Regions from separate parts of the Xenopus laevis genome. Here region 1 is linked to region 2. Evidence: chromatin contacts called from public Hi-C data. All regions are on one chromosome and are shown on one strand. Each heading gives the region's core, a stretch centred on a gene start, on an enhancer-like site or on the middle of the called end of the contact. The rest is flanking DNA. Distances are from core to core; before and after follow the strand shown. Region 1 has its middle 11 kb from the start of h6pd.L. Region 2 holds the start of gpr157.L (G protein-coupled receptor 157 L homeolog).

Region 1 (4,625 bases), core at 486-2,985, 55 kb before region 2:
CAAAATACAAAGATTTTGATTTTCTATCAAATATCTCCTTTAAACTAAGCTTCCTGTCGTTTTCCCTGTGTGGATTTATATTCCATAGGGAACCACGTTCATATAATCTTGGTCATTGCAGATGTTACTGCAGTAATACAAGCCATTGTAATTCATCTCTCCATTGCTGCATGGCCAGTGCAGTGTAAAAAGATCCATAAATGGCTGCAGCCAGTTACCCATCATGCAGGTCCCTCACCGCAGCCATAAAATGACCCTGTTAGACTCCTTTTATGTACAGTAAAAGACCAGCTGAGCATTTCTTTTATGAATATATATATATATATATATATATATATATATATATATATATATATATATATTCCTCTAGTTTATGACCTAGAAAAAAAGCATTTATTCAGATAGTGGGTTGAACTATTTATTAATATTTAACCCTTAAACTCTAAATTGGAAGGAAATAACACAAAAAACATACAATAAAAAAAACTAGAAACTGCAACTCTTTAGGACAAGGTTAGATCCACTCCATGCCGCAGCTCAATTGATTTGAATTGGGAGCGAAGATCAGCCTAAATATGCGAAAGGAGGCATCTTTGGGCTGACCTCTGCTCCACTGCGTGTGAGCATATGCAAGTGAAAGTGGTTCAGATAAATAGAGCAGGGGGGCAGCTTCGCAATACCATATCTCCCAACATTTTGAAAATAAAAAAAGAGGCAAAAAGTTGGTGCATCTAGTGCAGCAAATTTTTTTGACTACAACCATTTTTGTGGCCACACCCCTAATTAAAGTTTGAATATATTTCTGTGTTTTTTTTTCAGTTATTACAGTTTTGCTAATGAAGGTGAATTGCCCTTTAAGCTGTGAGTCTAACTTCTCCCAAGGGACCTGTTATCTTATATTGTTACAATTATCTTGAAATTGTTACAAAAGTATCTTATATGCAGCTGTGGCTGTTCTGGGCTCTCTGCCAAAAGCCAATTAAGTTAGAAACATTGTTTCTTTTTCTGGCTGTTCTGTGCAGGGAAAAACGTGACTTTCCTGTACAAACGAGGGACTGTCCCTCTGAAAACGGGACAGTTGGGAGATATGCAATAGCAGCTGTAGGCTGGTACCAGGTAGAGAATCGCCTTTATCCATGGGAATCGCCAAAGGTAAAAGACTTGCATCCTAAATCCGTACAGCACCACCTGCATTTTTGCGCAATTATGCAACAAAAGTGTTTTACCTTGGTTGATTCCCCACAGATCGTAGCATTTTCGACGTTTTCTTGTGATGGCTGACAAGGTGCAAAATACAAAAAAACAACCACACACAACATTTAATATACTACACAAGTAAATAGAGAGCTCTGGTGGGGAATTCCTCTCTGGTGAACTCTATTGTCACTCATTGATAAGGATCTATATATATAGATGTATATATATATATATATATATATATATATATATATATATATATATATATATATATATATATATATATATATATATATATATATATATATATATAGATGTATATTTATATATATAAGGATGTGTATATATATAATATATAACAAATAAGTGTATAATTCTGTTTGGGAATGCACACATGCTGCCATAACCAAACTGCACAGTTTCCTGATGCTCTACTATCTAACTTTGAACATGTTCTAACTTGCCCGCATAGAGGCTTCTGGAGGGCAGTGTGAATAGTCGCTGAGACTGTAGGTCTGTCTGGCCGAGGGGACGGAGCCAGCCACATCTCTGCATTGTTGCAGCAGCATCAGGGGACAAGTCTGTGTCTGCTGAGAAGGAAAGGACAGGCTTTTCCATGGCCGGCACGATTAGTCGCTTAGAGCCGATCGGAGCTGCAGCTGCAAAGAGACACGGATCAGGTAAATGAATTGCTACATATTATCTGTGGCTGCAGGCAGGCCACTTTTCCACTGTGCCTGTAGCAAAGCTGCTTATAAGTTCCTGCAGCTTCATAATACTGTAACAATGTTCTTTCTATTCTATATAGCACTGTGTATATATACACATTATATACAAAGATCTGAATGTCTGACACATTGGGAAGGTGGGAAATAACCTAAGAAGCTTACAATCAACAACAAAGTTTTCTTTGTTATGTTTTATTATAATATTTTTTAGCGAATACCCCATTAAATGCTCGCCAGCATTAAATCTCCTGTATCTATATTCTTGTTCTGGACCCATTGTTATTATTATTCCCATGCTTTTAAACATTTATAAATACACTTAATACAACTGCAGTGCTTTTATAAAATAACAAAAATAACAGGCTCTGTTTCCAATTAATACCTAGAGCTTTTTCCAGTAGCATTTCCATCTATTAATTATAGTGCCTTAAAGCACTTCTCATGTTATAGACTTGCTGTCTGGTTTTTTGCAAGGCAGAAATTGGATCCCAGGAAAACTATCCACAATATGGACAGGCAGTTTATCTGATTATCATTGCAGGTATGGCCCCCATTGGAGGCAGTTTCAGAAAATAGGATAGGTTGGTTGCCAACTGTCTCCTGTATATTTCATTTATTTATTAAAAAGGGATGCTTATACACAATTGCATGACCATGAAATAAATCAAATATGGCAGATGAGCCACATAATGTGGTGCATTGGTCCACTGTAAAGTGACCCAGGGAATGATTTGAATCCCATATATGGGGCAGCAGCAGAACCATAAGTGGTAGTGACTATTAAGTGGTCATGCAGTGGCTGATAATATAGTAGTCATGTCATGTATGGCTGACTGCATGCAAGTAAAGGTGTCCATACACAGAGAGATCCTCTTGTTTGGTGATGTTGCCAAACGAGCGGATCTCTCCCCAATGTGCCCACCTTGAGGTGGGAGATATTGGACTGATCTGATCATAGGCCCTAGCATCAATGAAAAGATGCCGTCCGCGATACCTCTGAATTTTTAGATCGACATCTGGGAGATCTTCAGACAGATATTGATCGGGGAAGCCCGTCGGAGGGCCCCATACACTGGCCAATAGGCTGCCGACTCGGTCTGTCGGCAGCTTTTATCGGCCTCTGTATGGCCACCTTATGTGTAATATAATAAAAAAATATATAGGGAATAATGTAAGGATGTTCTGCAAGGAGTTTCTATATTCTCCTTTCCCATGCTGGAAAGGGTTCCTTCCATTTTAGTTTTCTCCCATACTCTAAACATATAGGGAGGTTACTTTTTACAGATAAAATTGACCATAATCTGTGTGTGTGGGGGGGGTTATTTACTAAACTCCGGACGGGCTTTGGGGAAAAACTCAAGGTTTTCAGGTTTTTTTTAAAATGCAAAACGTTCGAAATTTATTAAAGCCCGATGCAGCAAAAAGCCCATATCTGAAAATGCGCAATCTCAGACCTGCCGAGGTTGTGTATAAGTCAATGGCAAGGGTCCCTATGTTATTTTGACCTTACTGTGGTCTGTGGAGAAATTAGCCTGAAAATCCAACCATTTCGGACTTTTCAGGCAAAAATCCGAAAATTCTGGCTTTTTGGTTCAAAGCCCGAAAAAAACAAGCGATTCTGGAAAAAACACAGAAAACATTGTACATTTCGGGTTTTGCTGTGGCACTATATAAATAGAGCCAAATAATTCTATTAAACATCATAGAGAAAAACAAATATGAATGGTTGTCATGATTTGCAGCATTCTGTTGCACCTTCCAAATCAGATCAGGATATGCATGCTTGTCCAATTGTGGCCATCTTAATATTATTTGACTGACTGCACTGATTTCAAATCATCCCATAGTCTGTAGTTTATGAGGCCTATTCTTATTTTTGAGCTGTTTAATTTGTAGAAATTCCAATTCCATTGTCCTGCATCACCCTACACTAGACAAACTACACAATCCTTTATATTTTTAGCAATGGTTATTGTTTCTACATTTCCTTTCTCCAGATTGTGCATAATAGTTTGCGTGCATATGGATTAGAAGATATTATCTGTTCAGCATCAGTAGCCTGCACTATATTCCCTGCCCCTGGTCTCCCGGGACGCTCTATACTCATGTATATATTTCTTGGCTTGTCATTGATCAATACATCCTTTGCTGAGCAATGATTTCACAGAGGAGGAGGCGATCCTGTGGGATGCAGAGATGCTGTCACTTGCTGACTGGTGATAATTTCATTTTCAATTTGGGTTATCACCTACCTAAAAAGAACACACTTTGTGCCACAGTGGGGTTTATTAATGCATAACTTGCTTATAAGTCGATCCAAGAATTTCCATGGCACTGAGGTGATAGAGCTCTGAGGTCAGCTGAAGGGGAATTCTTTCCCTGACTGTTGTATAGAAATCAGTGTATTTAATGGATCAGTGCACACTGCTAGTATGTACTTATGTGATAAAAAAAAATCACATCTACAGTATGTCTTTATGAATAGCATTATCCTTTTTCTTTAAATACACAGTGAAATGGTTAGGGTTGTAAGTGGGCAGCCTTTCATTCAGATCTCTTTTTGCCTGTGTGTGGTAAATCAATTAAATTTTCCGCTGGGTGGTTTATCTGTTTAACTGTGCTAGGAACTAATTAACGCTCATTGCAAAGTCATACTTAAAGTAATTGTCTGCTCTCCTCACAGTGCCAGAAAAAAAGAAG
Region 2 (4,341 bases), core at 511-3,010:
ATTCATTCAAGGTCAGTTATAGCTAATTTTATATTTTTAATGCGGACAACCTAAGCTTTCTAAATTACCTGCAAATTGCATTTTTCATAATAGAGAAATATATTTGAGTTCAGACTAGAGTTAAGACTATGAGGGTAGACTGTCATGGTTTGGGTTATTTTTTCTGGACAAAAGGAGTTTGCTAGGTGTAATGTACAAGTACTTTATGGAACATTATAAACAGATATTGAGGATCTTTAGTCCCATAAGAAAAAGAACCAAAGGTGCCCTTTCAAATTCATAAATTAAACTTTACATTTGTAGGTCACTGGTGGGACCTTACCTTTACATGAATTTGGAGGCCTTATCTACATAAAGCTATTTATAAATCAGAGACTGTTCAAAATATCTATAAGGATGGCTTGTGGTCTAAATAACAAGCCATACAAGACAAGTAATGCTGAATTCACTGTGGGTGCCAGCCTATCAGCCACCTCAGTGAATTAAATCTCCTGTGCTTTCATCTTACCATTACTTCCCATGCATCCCTCACTAGACACCTATGCAGTATACTAAACAATTTTAGCTCTTTAGCTTTAGATGTTCCCTAGGGCCTGGGGAATTAATTTAGCTACTGAATTCACCTGACGGTCTGACCCCTATCTTTCCTTCTCCTTTAAATTACTTAGCAGAGATTTCTCTTCTGACACTTCTATGCTCAGTTCTATTACTCATTGTCAACTGAGTGATAAGGCAGAGAAACATCAGAAGAGGTGTAAACTCTGTGCAATTGTACATTTGTTTTGTGGTTCCCCTTTTTATATTTTAAAGGACAAGTAAAGGCTCTCTCCAGTCATCAAAACTCAACACCATGTCCTTTTCTATAAAAAAAAAAAAAAAAAAAAAAGGACTGGTGTACTTAGCTGGGGTGCACTATTATACAATATTTCATTTCCCAGCCATTCCTTGGGCTTTGGGTAGATGAATGCCCAATACAGAACTTTAAGTTTTATTTACATCCAAGGTTTTTTTTTTTGTTTTAGTTATGAGCATTGTGTTTAAACAATGGTGGGAGGATGCAGTATAGGCGGGGCCAGGGCATGATCTCTAGGTACATATCTGTGGGTGCCAGGCAGGGACTAGTAATCTGTGGATTCTGGCAAATGCCAGAGGGGCTGCTGTAAAATCCCATAGACTCTCACTATTTATTGGGCTGGTGGAAGCTGTTTGGGCCTCTGTGTACCTGAAATGCCAGAGCCTATTTTGACTCCCAGTCCAGACCCAGGGGTGCTGCCAGTTTTCTTTTTTCTGCTTCTCAGGCCACACCATAAAAAATCTTATTGCCCCATTCTGTTCTCTGCACTTGTTTTTCCCTTCTTTCCTTATTCCTGCCACATACCCGCCATATTTGACTCCCTTATTTTGTTCAGTTCAGGCGCCGCCGCGTCAATACGGCGCGCGCGTAATTGGATGGAAGTGCGTTACAAGCACAGCTCGACTCCCAAGCCGTATTTACTGCCTTTCCGTCCGCCTAACCCTACTGCTATTTGAGGAGATGATGCAGCAGCAAAAAGGGCAGCGGGAAAATGACATGAAAATAGGGAATAACATAAGGGGACCCTCTAATTCCGCCAATGCTCGGCTGCTGTGAACACAACATTCCGCAAGTCTGACCCTTACCCAATAGAGTAGCACAAATCTCAGCCGCTGATACGCTCATCCCGTCCCCTTCCGGCTGTCCCACGCTGAGGCTCCTCCCCCTACACTTCGGGTTGAGAGAGTGAGAATGCCGACGGAATAAAGTCCCCGCGACTGAGAGGCAGAGGTAAGTCGGTGTGTGGCTGCTGGTGGAGCGGGGTTATTACACGTTACACACGGTCTCCTCATAAGCAGTCTGTTCAGTACATACTCAGCCCCTAATGACCCTACGAGTGCTCGGCAGCTGCACTGATTTAGGGTCATGAATACCCGCCTGGAAGTGACCATTCTCTGAGCGTTGTTAGCTGCTTATACAAGAGCGATTTCACTGAAACGTGTTGTTTGTGTAGTTGCCATTGCCTGTGCCGAATAGTCTCTAATAAGGAAAACGTTGCCTAGTTTGCCTTGTTATTCCTTCAGCCTTGCTATTTACAGGGGTCCAGCTCTGCTCCTGGTGGTCAGGTAACCCAATGTCCAGCTGCTGCAAGCTTTTCCCATGGCGACTTCACTCAAGTGACGCAGCAAACCATTAAGAATATGGGACTCCTATTAATTGGGCTGGTGCCAGAAGGGCTTCTCTTGAGGGAGTAGAGTTAACTACACTAGCTGCTGGAGCTTTATACTTGTGATATAGTGTAGCTTTATACTTGTGATATAGTGTAGCTTTATACTTGTGATATAGTGTAGCTTTATACTTGTGATATAGTGTAGCTTTATACTTGTGATATAGTGTAGCTTTATACTTGTGATATAGTGTAGCTTTATACTTGTGATATAGTGTAGCTTTATACTTGTGATATAGTGTAGCTTTATACTTGTGATATAGTGTAGCTTTATACTTGTGATATAGTGTAGCTTTATACTTGTGATATAGTGTAGCTTTATACTTGTGATATAGTGTAGCTTTATACTTGTGATATAGTGTAGCTTTATACTTGTGATATAGTGTAGCTTTATACTTGTGATATAGTGTAGCTTTACTTTATACTTGTGATATAGTGTAGCTTTATACTTGTGATATAGTGTAGCTTTATACTTCTGATATAGTGTAGCTTTATACTTGTGATATAGTGTAGCTTTATACTTGTGGTATAGTGTAGTTTTATACTTGTGATATAGTGTAGCTTTATACTTGTGATATAGTGTAGCTTTATACTTGTGATATAGTGTAGCTTTATACTTGTGATATAGTGTAGCTTTATACTTGTGATATAGTGTAGCTTTATACTTGTGATATAGTGTAGCTTTATACTTGTGATATAGTGTAGCTTTATACTTGTGATATAGTGTAGCTTTATACTTGTGATATAGTGTAGCTTTATACTTGTGATATAGTGTAGCTTTATACTTGTGATATAGTGTAGCTTTATACTTGTGGTATAGTGTAGCTTTATACTTGTGATATAGTGTAGCTTTATACTTGTGGTATAGTGTAGCTTTATACTTGTGGTATAGTGTAGCTTTATACTTGTGGTATAGTGTAGCTTTATACTTGTGGTATAGTGTAGCTTTATACTTGTGATATAGTGTAGCTTTATACTTGTGATATAGTGTAGCTTTATACTTGTGGTATAGTGTAGTTTTATACTTGTGATATAGTGTAGCTTTATACTTGTGATATAGTGTAGCTTTATACTTGTGATATAGTGTAGCTTTATACTTGTGGTATAGTGTAGCTTTATACTTGTGGTATAGTGTAGCTTTATACTTGTGGTATAGTGTAGCTTTATACTTGTGGTATAGTGTAGCTTTATACTTGTGGTATAGTGTAGCTTTATACTTGTGATATAGTGTAGTTTTATACTTGTGGTATAGTGTAGTTTTATACTTGTGATATAGTGTAGCTTTATACTTGTGGTATAGTGTAGCTTTATACTTGTGATATAGTGTAGCTTTATACTTGTGGTATAGTGTAGTTTTATACTTGTGATATAGTGTAGCTTTATACTTGTGATATAGTGTAGCTTTATACTTGTGATATAGTGTAGCTTTATACTTGTGATATAGTGTAGCTTTATACTTGTGGTATAGTGTAGTTTTATACTTGTGGTATAGTGTAGCTTTATACTTGTGATATAGTGTAGCTTTATACTTGTGATATAGTGTAGCTTTATACTTGTGATATAGTGTAGCTTTATACTTGTGATATAGTGTAGCTTTATACTTGTGATATAGTGTAGCTTTATACTTGTGGTATAGTGTAGTTTTATACTTGTGGTATAGTGTAGCTTTATACTTGTGATATAGTGTAGCTTTATACTTGTGATATAGTGTAGCTTTATACTTGTGATATAGTGTAGCTTTATACTTGTGGTATAGTGTAGCTTTATACTTGTGATATAGTGTAGCTTTATACTTGTGATATAGTGTAGCTTTATACTTGTGATATAGTGTAGCTTTATACTTGTGATATAGTGTAGCTTTATACTTGTGATATAGTGTAGCTTTATACTTGTGGTATAGTGTAGCTTTATACTTGTGATATAGTGTAGTTTTATACTTGTGGTATAGTGTAGTTTTATACTTGTGATATAGTGTAGCTTTATACTTGTGATATAGTGTAGCTTTATACTTGTGGTATAGTGTAGCTTTATACTTGTGGTATAGTGTAGCTTTATACTTGTGGTATAGTGTAGCTTTATACTTGTGATATAGTGTAGCTTT

What was found. Hi-C and Micro-C count contacts between places; a contact is called where the count stands out from the background.
Region 1: a Hi-C map of the XL177 cell line shows a contact between it and region 2, with 4 times the contacts expected there. The contact joins the enhancer-like site here to the promoter of gpr157.L in region 2. A contact is called at or near these places in 2 of 4 Hi-C or Micro-C datasets (the XL177 cell line and the XTC cell line).

Annotation. Positions count from the first base shown.
Region 1 is chr7L:92,102,446-92,107,070 of Xenopus_laevis_v10.1, reverse strand. No RefSeq gene overlaps it. Among protein-coding and RNA genes, the nearest start is that of h6pd.L, 11 kb to the left of the region's middle. Within about 2 kb of position 1,735, at least 2 of the 7 cell types and tissues checked have an H3K27ac peak or open chromatin away from gene starts, as enhancers often do.
Region 2 is chr7L:92,047,685-92,052,025 of Xenopus_laevis_v10.1, reverse strand. gpr157.L (G protein-coupled receptor 157 L homeolog) reads left to right here and starts at 1,760. Exons shown (of 5, transcript NM_001092098.1): 1 at 1,760-1,804.